Regions from separate parts of the Zea mays genome. Here region 2 is linked to region 1. Evidence: chromatin contacts called from public Hi-C data. All regions are on one chromosome and are shown on one strand. The core of a region is the stretch at or near the end of the contact, and the rest is flanking DNA. Distances in the headings are between cores, read along the strand shown. Region 1 holds the start of LOC100280049. Region 2 holds the start of LOC100276967.

Evidence for each region. Hi-C and Micro-C count contacts between places; a contact is called where the count stands out from the background.
Region 2: a contact with region 1 is called in a Hi-C map of bundle sheath, with 2.2 times the contacts expected there. The contact joins the promoter of LOC100276967 here to the promoter of LOC100280049 in region 1. A contact is called at or near these places in 2 of 25 Hi-C or Micro-C datasets (bundle sheath and leaf).

Annotation. Positions count from the first base shown.
Region 1 is chr1:277,651,099-277,656,456 of Zm-B73-REFERENCE-NAM-5.0, forward strand. LOC100280049 reads right to left here and starts at 3,332. Exons shown (of 1, transcript NM_001152990.1): 1 at 957-3,332. The coding sequence starts at 2,476. The coding sequence ends at 1,181.
Region 2 is chr1:277,811,773-277,817,130 of Zm-B73-REFERENCE-NAM-5.0, forward strand. It overlaps LOC100276967, which reads right to left and starts at 3,128. Exons shown (of 3, transcript NM_001150652.2): 1 at 2,791-3,128; 2 at 2,613-2,659; 3 at 1,923-2,467. The coding sequence starts at 2,908. The coding sequence ends at 2,216.

The sequences.
Region 1 (5,358 bases), core at 2,082-4,581:
ATATTTTTGTTTTGGACTCTAAAAATCCCAATAATCTAATGTATTTACAATTATTCTTTTTAATATTAATTAAAATTTATCATTGTATATTACTAGTATTATAAGATTAAGTTAATCACTTATTTATCATATAATCATTTTTAAATGGCGTACATCATTTTCCTAGTACATTATTGAAATCAAAACATTTATAATTAGTAACTAGTAATTTAAAACAAGTTTTAAATGGTTTCATCGAATGGATAATATCGGATATTTCACGGTTTTGTCGAATACGAATCTAAAACCGGATAGAGAAAAACTGAATTCGAATATATCCATTTGACATTTGACTTTCATATTAAAATACGGATATTCATATAAACATTTTATTTGAATAAGAATACAGATAATTCGGATTTCCACGCATGTGAATCCATCCCTAGTATCCACTTAGCAGGAAGAGTACGTATTTATGTATCCAGGGTAACCAAACATTCTTCTATACGAGATTATAGGTATCCATCAATGACCTTCATGTAAAAAAAAACATGCACTTGAGTTACACGATACGTAGATTTATAAATGCAAATATTTGCATTTATAAATGTAAAAAAACATCCAATGGACAAAGAGTTAAGTATTGGGCTGGGCCAAAACACCCGATTGCCATTAGATTAGACAGATCCATATATTTATAAATGCAAATATTTGTTTTGGAGTCTGCTACGCGCGCTAACGCTACACATGAACTTACGTCACATATGTACGGCAGGGAGCAAAGCTGTACATCATCTACATATTGCCTGCCGAAGACATTCCAGATGCGAGCAGTTTAGTGGCAAACAAAATCATCACCTGCTTTGGCACTAGTTCAGCTAGCATAGATGGCATATCCTTCGGTCTGGAGAAGACGTTGATACCATACCAGAGGTTTGACCAATACACATCACGTGGTCTCAGGAGCCCAATCCTTTACCCATAACATAGGGTTTGTGTCAGCGACCTACTGACGATATGTATTGATTCAACTAAGAACTAGTAGCAGTTACAGCAGAGGAAGCAGAAATGGATGAGGAAGACAACAGTATAGAACTAAGACGAAGACATTAGTAGAGAACAACGATGCTTGACGAAGAAGAAGAACGGTTCTATTGTTTTTGCATATCCATCTTTAATTGTTGCTGCTCCTTATATATTGTCAGCTAACTGGGCCGGCAAATACCATATGGGCTGGGTACCTGACATTTCCCTCTCCTTGAGGTGCGGCTTGCCCCCAAGCTGCTGTTCGCAACACCACCAGGATCCCAAATAAAGACTGAGCATATATGTAGGTCACTGCATGTAGGTCACTGGTAGCAAGGAACACCAAGACAACCATGATGTTCAAACCCAAGCACGCCAACTCCTGAGGTGGAGGCCATGGTTGCTTGATCTCACTGCGGCGAGCAAGAAGGTCGTCACCCAAGTTGTTAGCTACCAGCACCATTCCCTTTCCAATAGTGTAGTAGCCACGAGAGAAGTTGTTAGTTGTGTCCTCCTTCCCTGAGATGAGCTGCTCTAGGTGGAAGATCTCGGGGTACAGATCATGCTCAGGATTGATGAAGATGGCTCTGGCCACCTGCTTGCTAGAACTAGTCTTGCTGCAGAACATGTTGAAGGCATCCTGCGGGACACTAACCGAGGTAGCACTTTGCTGCATTTTCTCAAACACCACTTGAGCATCAATCAAGGTCAATGCAGACCGGCTATCTGTGAGCTTGAGCTCCTGGCAGTTAAACAACTTGCACAGCCTGCAGCACGCGTCGAACAGACTCCTCCAGATGATGAAATCAGAACGGCAGTTCACCCTGGTCAACCTCTCCACCGAGTTGTACTCCTTGCCCTTGACGTCGGCGACGACTGCCACCTCTGGCACTGATGTCGCCTGCTCCTCTTCTTTGGGCCGCTTCACCCTTTCCGTGATCGCTCGGCATGCTAGCATCGCCCTTGGCTGCTGTCGCTCGGCCAACGATGGCCCGCCACGCTGCAGCTGCAGCTGCTTGCTGCTCTTGTTGTCGCACGAGAACCAGCACGTCGTGCTCTCCGGTGAGGAGCTTGTGGGCGTTGCGTTCCTGGCTGGCGACGGCACGACCATCTGGGTTACTCGCGCCGCCACGGCCGCGTCGAACGCGCCGGTCGAGTCCGCGAGCGGAAACAGGCGTTGGCACCGCTTCACGACGTGCACGGCAGTGTCGCACGAGGTGGAGAGGATGTCGTTGGTGCTGTTCTGGTTCTCGTCGGGTGGCTCGTGGATCTCGGCGCACATGAAGACGCGCTTCCCCTTGAGGTCAGCCTCCGTGAGGTCCCCGACGCTCATCTTCCCCATGCTGGCCATGGCCGGCGTGCCGCGCGTAGAGGACGCCTGCTGGCACGCGAGCGCCAGCGATCGCGCCGACTGCCACAACGCAACAGAACCTCCCTTATCACTAGGTAGATGCGAGCCGTAGTGTGCCATGGCGAGTTCGGCTGTGAGCCCCGAAGTCGAACAGGTGGTAGGCAGCTTGGTGATGTCAGTGCCATCGAAGAGAGTATCTTCGCCGAGGTCGTCCAGTCGCGTAGGCGCTCCTCCATCCGAGCCGGGGACGACGACGTGCTGCAGATCCTGATGGAGGCCAGGTACAGGGACGAGCGTGGCACGACCGAGCCCGAGGTCACGGGGCTGGTGGTCGCCATCATCTTCTCCGGTAAGCACACGAGCTCGCCCACCAGCACGTGGACGGGCGCCCAGCTCCTGCGCCACGCGGAGTGCATGGAGGCGGCTCTCGACGAGCAGCGGAGGGCCGTGGCGGAGCACGTGGACGAGGCTGGGCTCGTCGGTGGAAGCGGTGGAGGGTTTGTCCCAGTCGTCGGCGATCTCCGCGTTGGCAGCGCCATCGCCATCGAAGAGTCCGCCCCAGTTGTCGGCGGTGACGGGCTCCTCGTAGCGCAGCTCGTTGGAGTCGTCGCCGCTGTCGAAGAGGTTGACCGATGCGTGGGACTCGACTCGCGGACGCCACGACTCCAGCGCGCTGACGCGAATTGCCGCAGCAGCCTCCACGGCGTCGATCTCGGTGTTGGTAGCCGCGTAGCTACGGACCGCACCACACTCGACGTCGGCGGTGCTGGAGAAGGCAGCATCGGCCGCAGACGTGAAGGTGGCGATGAGCTCGCCGACGCGGTGGTTGTCGAGCACCTCGTCGGGGTCGATGGGGGTGACGTCATTGGACACTGTCTGTTCGAGCACTGCCCAATGGCGATCCTGAGCATCAAGGAGATCGCAGATCTGTTGAAGCAAGCGAGTTTGAGTCGCCAACGCCTGTGATTGCGCTTCCATTGCCCCCGCCAGACTGGAATTGGCAGCACCCGTCATGGTTGCATGGCTCAACGGAAGGTGGGTAGCGTAGCGAGTTTTCCCAGAGATCAACAGTCTTTGATACCGATTGTCAGCGACCTACTGACGATATGTATTGATTCAACTAAGAACTAGTAGCAGTTACAGCAGAGGAAGCAGAAATGGATGAGAAAGACAGCAGTATAGAACTAAGGCGAAGACATTAGTAGAGAACAACGATGCTTGACGAAGAAGAAGAACGGTTCTATTGTTTTTGCATACCCATCTTTAATTGTTGCTGCTCCTTATATATTGTCAGCTAACTGGGCCGGCAAATACCATATGGGCTGGGTACCTGACAGTTTGATGACTGGATCACCCGGGAAGCAACGACTGCTGCATAGCGAGTCTCCAAGAACACCAAGGCACCGGGGCAGTTCTGTTCAGTAGCAAAACAGGATTCATGCCGACGCACGAAAAATCACATGTAGAAAGAATCATTATATGGAATTACAAGGTACAAGGAAACCTTTTACATTAAAAGACATTGTTTCCTTCTTGGTTCCATGACACTCTTGATGATGATGTGGCAGTGTGTTACATTAAAAGACATATTGCTCTAGATCCATGACACATCTCCTGCCAAGGCTGGGAAGCTGTGCAAAACAGACCCCTGAGCAGGATACAGTACAGACAAGTGCTGGGCAAATTTCCTAAGCTCATGGGCCAGGCAGCCAGCCAGTAAATCAAATGGGGCCCAACAAGGAAACGGGAACTCCGCGGGCCTGAAACCATTACTGCGTCTTGCTATAATAACTGGAACTGGAAGTTGACCGTGTTTTGAGCTCAGTTTGCTTTGATTGAGTTGGTCGTGTCATCTTTATCTGGAATGTCATGTCACCTTCTCCGTTCCGTCATCTTAATCTCACTAATTAATTTTGGTCATCCGCGCGTGCCACGACCACCACCACGATCGACTCCGTGACGCGGCTTTCGCGTGTGCATCCATCCTATCCTAGTAGTACTATCCCTGCCGTAGAACAACACAAGTTTGACCAACAAGGTGGTCGGCCCGGCCGTTCTCATTTCACCTCATCAGCCACCAGCCATGTGACAGATGTTTAAAAAAAAAAGGAAAGCAACCTTTTTTTTTACTTTCTCATCACCAAATTAGATTTACTACTTAGTTGTCCGTATATTGCTATGTTTCTATCTATCATATAGACATACTTTATATAAATGAGATATTTATCCAAACATTATTATATTTTATCTTTTGAATTATTATTATATATTTAAAGTATCGATCATTTGTATGACAAATAGAGGTTTTACACGTGCCCTGGACGGGGAGAAGAGCAGGGAGGACGCACGAAGAAACTTCCGCATTAATTAAGTTATTATAGGTGTAGTGAGAGTGATATATAAAATCATGTATTTTCATCTAGATAAAACTCTCTCACCTCCCACAAAACTCTATCTCTTTTCTTATTAAATTATTGCCATGTCATCAATCTTTCTTATGTGGCGATATATTTAATAAAGATAAAACTCAAATGAAATCCCCACTGGGAATATTGACCTGTTTAGCACAACTTCTCGTGGTTCTAACTCTTTCAATAGTAACTTTAGCATACCATTCACAAGAGTCAATTTTTTTTGTACTCGTGAAATAAACTAGAAGTCCAAAAAGTCCAACAGAATGTGCTAGACATCTCTCTCATCAGTTGTTGGGTTTTGTAAGTGTTTACTATATATTTCAAAGATATATAGTCAATGGTACTGGCTTTTCCTTACATCTACTTAGTTTTTTGAAGGATGGAGATTCAAAGATGTTGTAAAGAAGAGATTTACAATATTAGCTTCATTGATCCAGTGGTTATTAACGAGAAAACAATAAAGGACTACCATACAAAAGTCTTAAAAAATGTTCAAATTTTGTTTTTTTGCAGAAGCAACATTATATGCAATACACACTTATTCCTTATAATTTAAGATTGTCCACTAGCTTTTCGTAGCGCTATACC
Region 2 (5,358 bases), core at 1,878-4,377, 160 kb after region 1:
AGGCACGTGCCCTCTCGCTTCTCTGTGCGCGCAGAGTCATGAGATGTGAACACTCTCACTTGCGGCTGGATTGTGACACTGAAATGGTTCTATTCTCTTGTACCAAGTGCCAGGGGTTCTCCTCTATTTAACCTCTCGCAGAGGGAAGCTGAAGGAGAAGGGTCGCGTGCTGCACGCCAAGGGACGCTGACGAAGAGACATGCAATTGAGAGGTTTACGCTGATAGTGAGTGCTAAAAATTAGGTTTACGCGCGCGCGTGTGGCACGCCCTTGTCCGTTTCTTGACTTCTCAAATTAGGTGATAATTCCCACCATATAAGTCAAGACAAAAGACCCTTGGACTTCTAATATGGTACTATTTGTATTCTCCACCACTACACACCATAAAGTTTATCCAATAAATGGGCAAGGCACATAAAAGATCCAACAAAAAGTACTAACAGACAGATCTATCACCTCGTAAAAATAGTGTCATTTAGCCTGTTGTTGTATTGCATACTTTAGTCCAGAAAAAAAATTCTAACATAATGAATTTGAAGTATCTTTGATTTTGAAAGGATATTATTAAATTTGTTATGAGATATATTTTTAGAATATTTTATCGAGTGCCATAAACATTATTATTTATTTATTTATTTGAACTTTAAACGCTAAATAAACTTGGACGGAGGTGGATGTGGGGGTGGCTACTGCATCCGTTCGGCTGAGGCCTTGTGCGTGCCTGCCTCATGATTGTCGTCTCGTGTGGATTGGTGCAGCCTGGCACTGGCTCGGCTAGTTCTAAGTGAAACGGAGGAGAACAAACAAACAAACAAAGGAGACAGGCGCTTCAACTCCAGTCCACGCCGACTGCTCGCTGCTGCGTGTTGTTGTTGAGTAGTAGGAGGCGGAAGTGACATGTCCTCTTGCTAGGTCTAGAGGGAGTAGGAGCCGAGAGCTGACTTGATGACTCGAGAGTGAATTCATGGTGGCTCAGCAGTGTCGCTTTCTTTTTGCCCAGGTGGGCAAGGGCAAGGGCAAGGCAAAGAAAGATTCGTGTCAAATTATGATCACCATCTTGAGCATTACTGCATGGCTGCCTGCCTAATTCAGATTCAGAGCTGAGACTACTATCAAATTATATGGAACGCTTGGTTTCTTAATTGCGCCTAGCTTGTTTCGTGCAATGCCGGTGCTTGCATTGGCATACACTGCATTTTTCTTATTTTCAACGAGGCTGGCGAGAATAGAAGCAAACACTTGTCAGGCCTAAGCCTGTACTGCTGTATAAGCATGCCTAGTACTACTACAAGTCTACAACAACCTGAAAACGTGCGGCGCAGAAGCATTTGTACAGTGTTTATGCATGCAACAACGAGATCGCTGCACTATATGTTTCTGTCTGGCCACGATATCTGCTGCCACTGGTCCGTGTATCAAATATTCAAATGCTTTCTACGGTAGTACAGGTTCTTCATCAAGAGAAAAAAAAAGGACAGGGCGAGCAATGATGCACGTACCTCCAAGCTCCAAAAGGTGTTTTGTTTGTCCTACTGTTTCAGACCCTTTTCTTTTCTCCTTCCAACAATTCTCCCCACCCTTGCTGTGGCAGCAAGGATACGGCAGGTGATGTAAAAAAACTCCTGGCTCACGGGGGGTTACTACTGCGAATTGGCAGCCTGTTGCTAGTACACGAGTTCAACTCGTCATGCACATCAGTAGTCAACTAACCTTGGACATTTCTGCATGGCCAGCAAAATATCCGTTCAATAATAAGAACTCGAACTCTCTCCACCACCATGTCGTGTAAACGGCAATACAAATTACTGTTTTGCACCGTATATTATTTATAAAGTGTATTTTAAAATAGTGAGTGAGACAGAGAGTAACATATTCGGTTGACCTGAAATACTGTAGAACCTATAGCCACACCCAGATTAATGTCAAAGCAAGCAGTCTAAGCAGCAGGTTTTTCAAGTGATTATCGATCACCAGACAAATTGCCGAAGCCTATGCCTAGCTGCCTACCACTACCAAAAATCCAAAAGCCTAGCTACAGAATAGAGACGAGAACGTTTGCCAAACAATCCTCCTGGCCATGGATCGATCGACCATTCACCAGCAACAGTTCCTCCAAAGAAAAGAAAAAACACGTAAGTACAGTACACCAATGGGCTCATCAGCAGCAGCAGCTGGAGACCTGACGAGGGGATCGCAATCGCAGCATCCGGATCGATCACGGGTCCAGTGCTCGCCGGTCCGCGCAGCGGCACCTCCAGTTGAGAGGCTTGTAGTCGGTGTAGCTCTCCTCGGCGCTGCCGAACAGCCCTCCGCGGCGCCGGGGCTCGCCCCCGCGGCTGTCGGCCCGCGGCGCCACCGGCACCTGCACCGCCTCGCACCGCCCGCACGGCGCGCACTTGCCGTCGCACCGCGGCGGCCTCGACCCGATCAGCGACTCCGCCGTCGCCGCCCCCTCGCCGTCGCCGATCTGCTGCACCCGGCATTTGCCCAACAGCACAAGCAATTGCAATTGGTTGGCGGGGTTGAGAGACAGAGACAGAGACAGAGACAGAGACAGAGACAGAGACAGAGAGAGAGAGAGATGGAGATGGACTCGAGATGACGGCACTGACCTTTGGTGGACGCGGATCCTTGAGCCGGTAATGCGGCGCTCTACTACCTGCAATAATCAAGAAGAAAGCGGCGCACTTGCGTAAACAACGTCTACGAATCGAAGGCATAGAGGTGAGGGGATAGGAGTGGGACTACTAGAGGTTTTTAGGCAGGCGAACGAAAGATGTTTTTTTTTACCGTCGGCAGAGCGCAGGCCGTGAGAGGAGGAGGAAGAAGAAGAGGGTAGCAGGAGAAGAAGAAGCAGCAGCAGCGGCAGGAGGAGGGTTGTGGTGGAGTGGTAGAGCTGGAGTTCCATGAGAGCTCGGCTCGGAGCTTCACTGAACGTCGCCTAGCTAGCTAGCCACTGTCTGAAATGAGGTCGGCAACAGTAGGTAGGGTGCCCGGTTTATATCGATCACAGAGGATGGACGGACAGCAGCGCCACCAACATGGTCACTGTTCACATGGGCAGGGGTTCCTTGTGCCTGTGGTTGTTCAGAATCAATACGAGTAGAGCACGTACTGTACGTACGTACTCCGCGACCACGAGAGAGAGAGTGTCGGTTCAGAGAAGAAAGCGAGGGAGAGAGATAGAGGGGGGGGCAGCCGGGCAGGAGGTGATGTACAGCAGTGTACAACCGTGGATCAGGTCATTGAATGCGCTGAGGCCATAAAGGCCCCCCCCGCCGGCCATTGCTTCGGCAGCAGCCAGCAGCGAGCTCAAAAGCTGAAGTTGAGAGAGAGAGAGTGAGAGAGAAGCCGGCCGGAGCGAAAGCTGAGGTGGTGGACTGGTGGTGCCGCAGACACGAGAGCTGGCATTGCGAAAACGACATGAGCCTTGCACGATCAGGGGAGGGGGGCAGTGGGCACGGATTGCTGTGGTCCTTCGACGGAGCAAGCGCCCGGCCGCCGCTCCATGAGAAAGGAAAAACAACTTTGCGATTCTCGGCACACGATGAGCTGAAGCACTGAAGCAGTGTGGTGGGTCTGAGGGAGGAAGCGAGGCAGGGGAAACCGGAGACGCAAGCGAGGGCGAGGCGGCTTTGCATCGCATCGCATCGCATTGCATGGAAGGAACGATCCTTGCTGCCAGTGCCAGCCAAACGAAGCGGGCCACGGGGGCGTGTCCTGTGCAGATTCTCTCCCCCACCCCTGCCGAAAGCGAGCGCAGAGAGAGGAGAGGTCCAAGGATTTCAATGGACAGCTGAATGGCGCTAGTAGTAGAGTAGGAGCAGAGTAGTAGTGTAGTGTAGTCCTTCACACCTGCCGGCTGCAAAAACATGTTTTTCACAAAGTTTTTTCTTTCTTTCGATACTTGTAAAAAGACATGTTTTTTCTTCTTCTTCGGTTTTACTACTACGCTTTTGGATCCTCCGTCCTAGTCCTAGCTAGCAATAATATCGTTGGGGGGGGGGGGGGGGGGGGGGGGGAAAGGAGGTTCTGGTCAAGCTGTGAAACCTGCTACATACACGGCACTAGAGCAGCAGCGTCATATGATATTTCACTCGACAGGAAGTCAATAGTCGTAATTCCCGCGATGCATGGGTTCTCTGCACGACAGACAGCCGATGGCATTCCAAAGCACTAGTCCTTTATTGAGGGCTCCTTTGAAATACCTGAATTTTATAGAAATGATATAAGAATTTTTAGAAATTAGTTTAAAAACATAGAAAAATGTAGGATTTAGATTTTTTTTATTTGTTCCAAAGAGGGCCTGAGTCGCAAAAAAACTAGAGTGTAGTATCCACCCAAAATATATTTGGTGCGAAAAGCTTGCCAAGCTAGTTCATGGACGACTTCATCGCATCTTGATCCATTCATTGGGTGTGTGTGTAGCACTCGTCCGAGATTGTCGCTGCCGCTGTCCAAACAAAACAATCTGATCGAAGAATAAACATGCTGCAGCCTAAATGTAATATGTTGCACAAGTAACAAGCCCTCCTATACTGCTTATGCTTAACCGCTTAGGCCATTTAGGTCCGGTTTAGAAGCTTAGTATTTTTACGACTTTAAAACAACACCAGGTATTTGGTCATATGGAAACCATTTAGGCCCTATTTGAAAGTGTAGTATTTTTTGTAGTTTTGAAAAAAATACTATGATATTTGATGATACTATAACTTTGGAACTCAAAATGTGTTTGGTTTGTACAGACAAAACACAGTTCTTAAATACCATGGTTTAACCTAAAACCGTGATATTTTTAGAGTTTTCGAAACTACACTCAAGACCTCAGTTTTCTTCTTTTCTCTCTACATATACTTTGTTTTTCCAATGGAACCAAACAGATCTCGGTTTTAAACAACACTGTGGTTTTACTGTGGTAAAGTAATATCGTAGTGTTTATGTCATGTACAATTGTAGACTATGGTATCTCAAAACTAAAATACTTCAAAACTGCATTTCCAAACACACCCTTAGGGTCAACGTAGTATTTTTGATGTTTTTGGGGAATACTGTGGTTTTTGAAGAATGAAGATACCACAATATTTTATACAATGAAGTGTTTGTTTGTGTTATAGAATACTTTGTTTTAAAAACTGTAGTATTATGAATACCATGATATTTTTAGAGTATTTGAAACTCCACTCCAAGTCAAAGTTCTGGCCACTTGACTATCTCCTTGTAGACTTATACTAGAATACTATGGTTTTAAACATTGTTTCCAAACACGTGTTATAATACTGTGGTTTTGGACGCGGTAAAAAATACCATAGTTTTGTCATGACATTTGATTACTGTAGTATTAAAAACCCATGGTTTTAA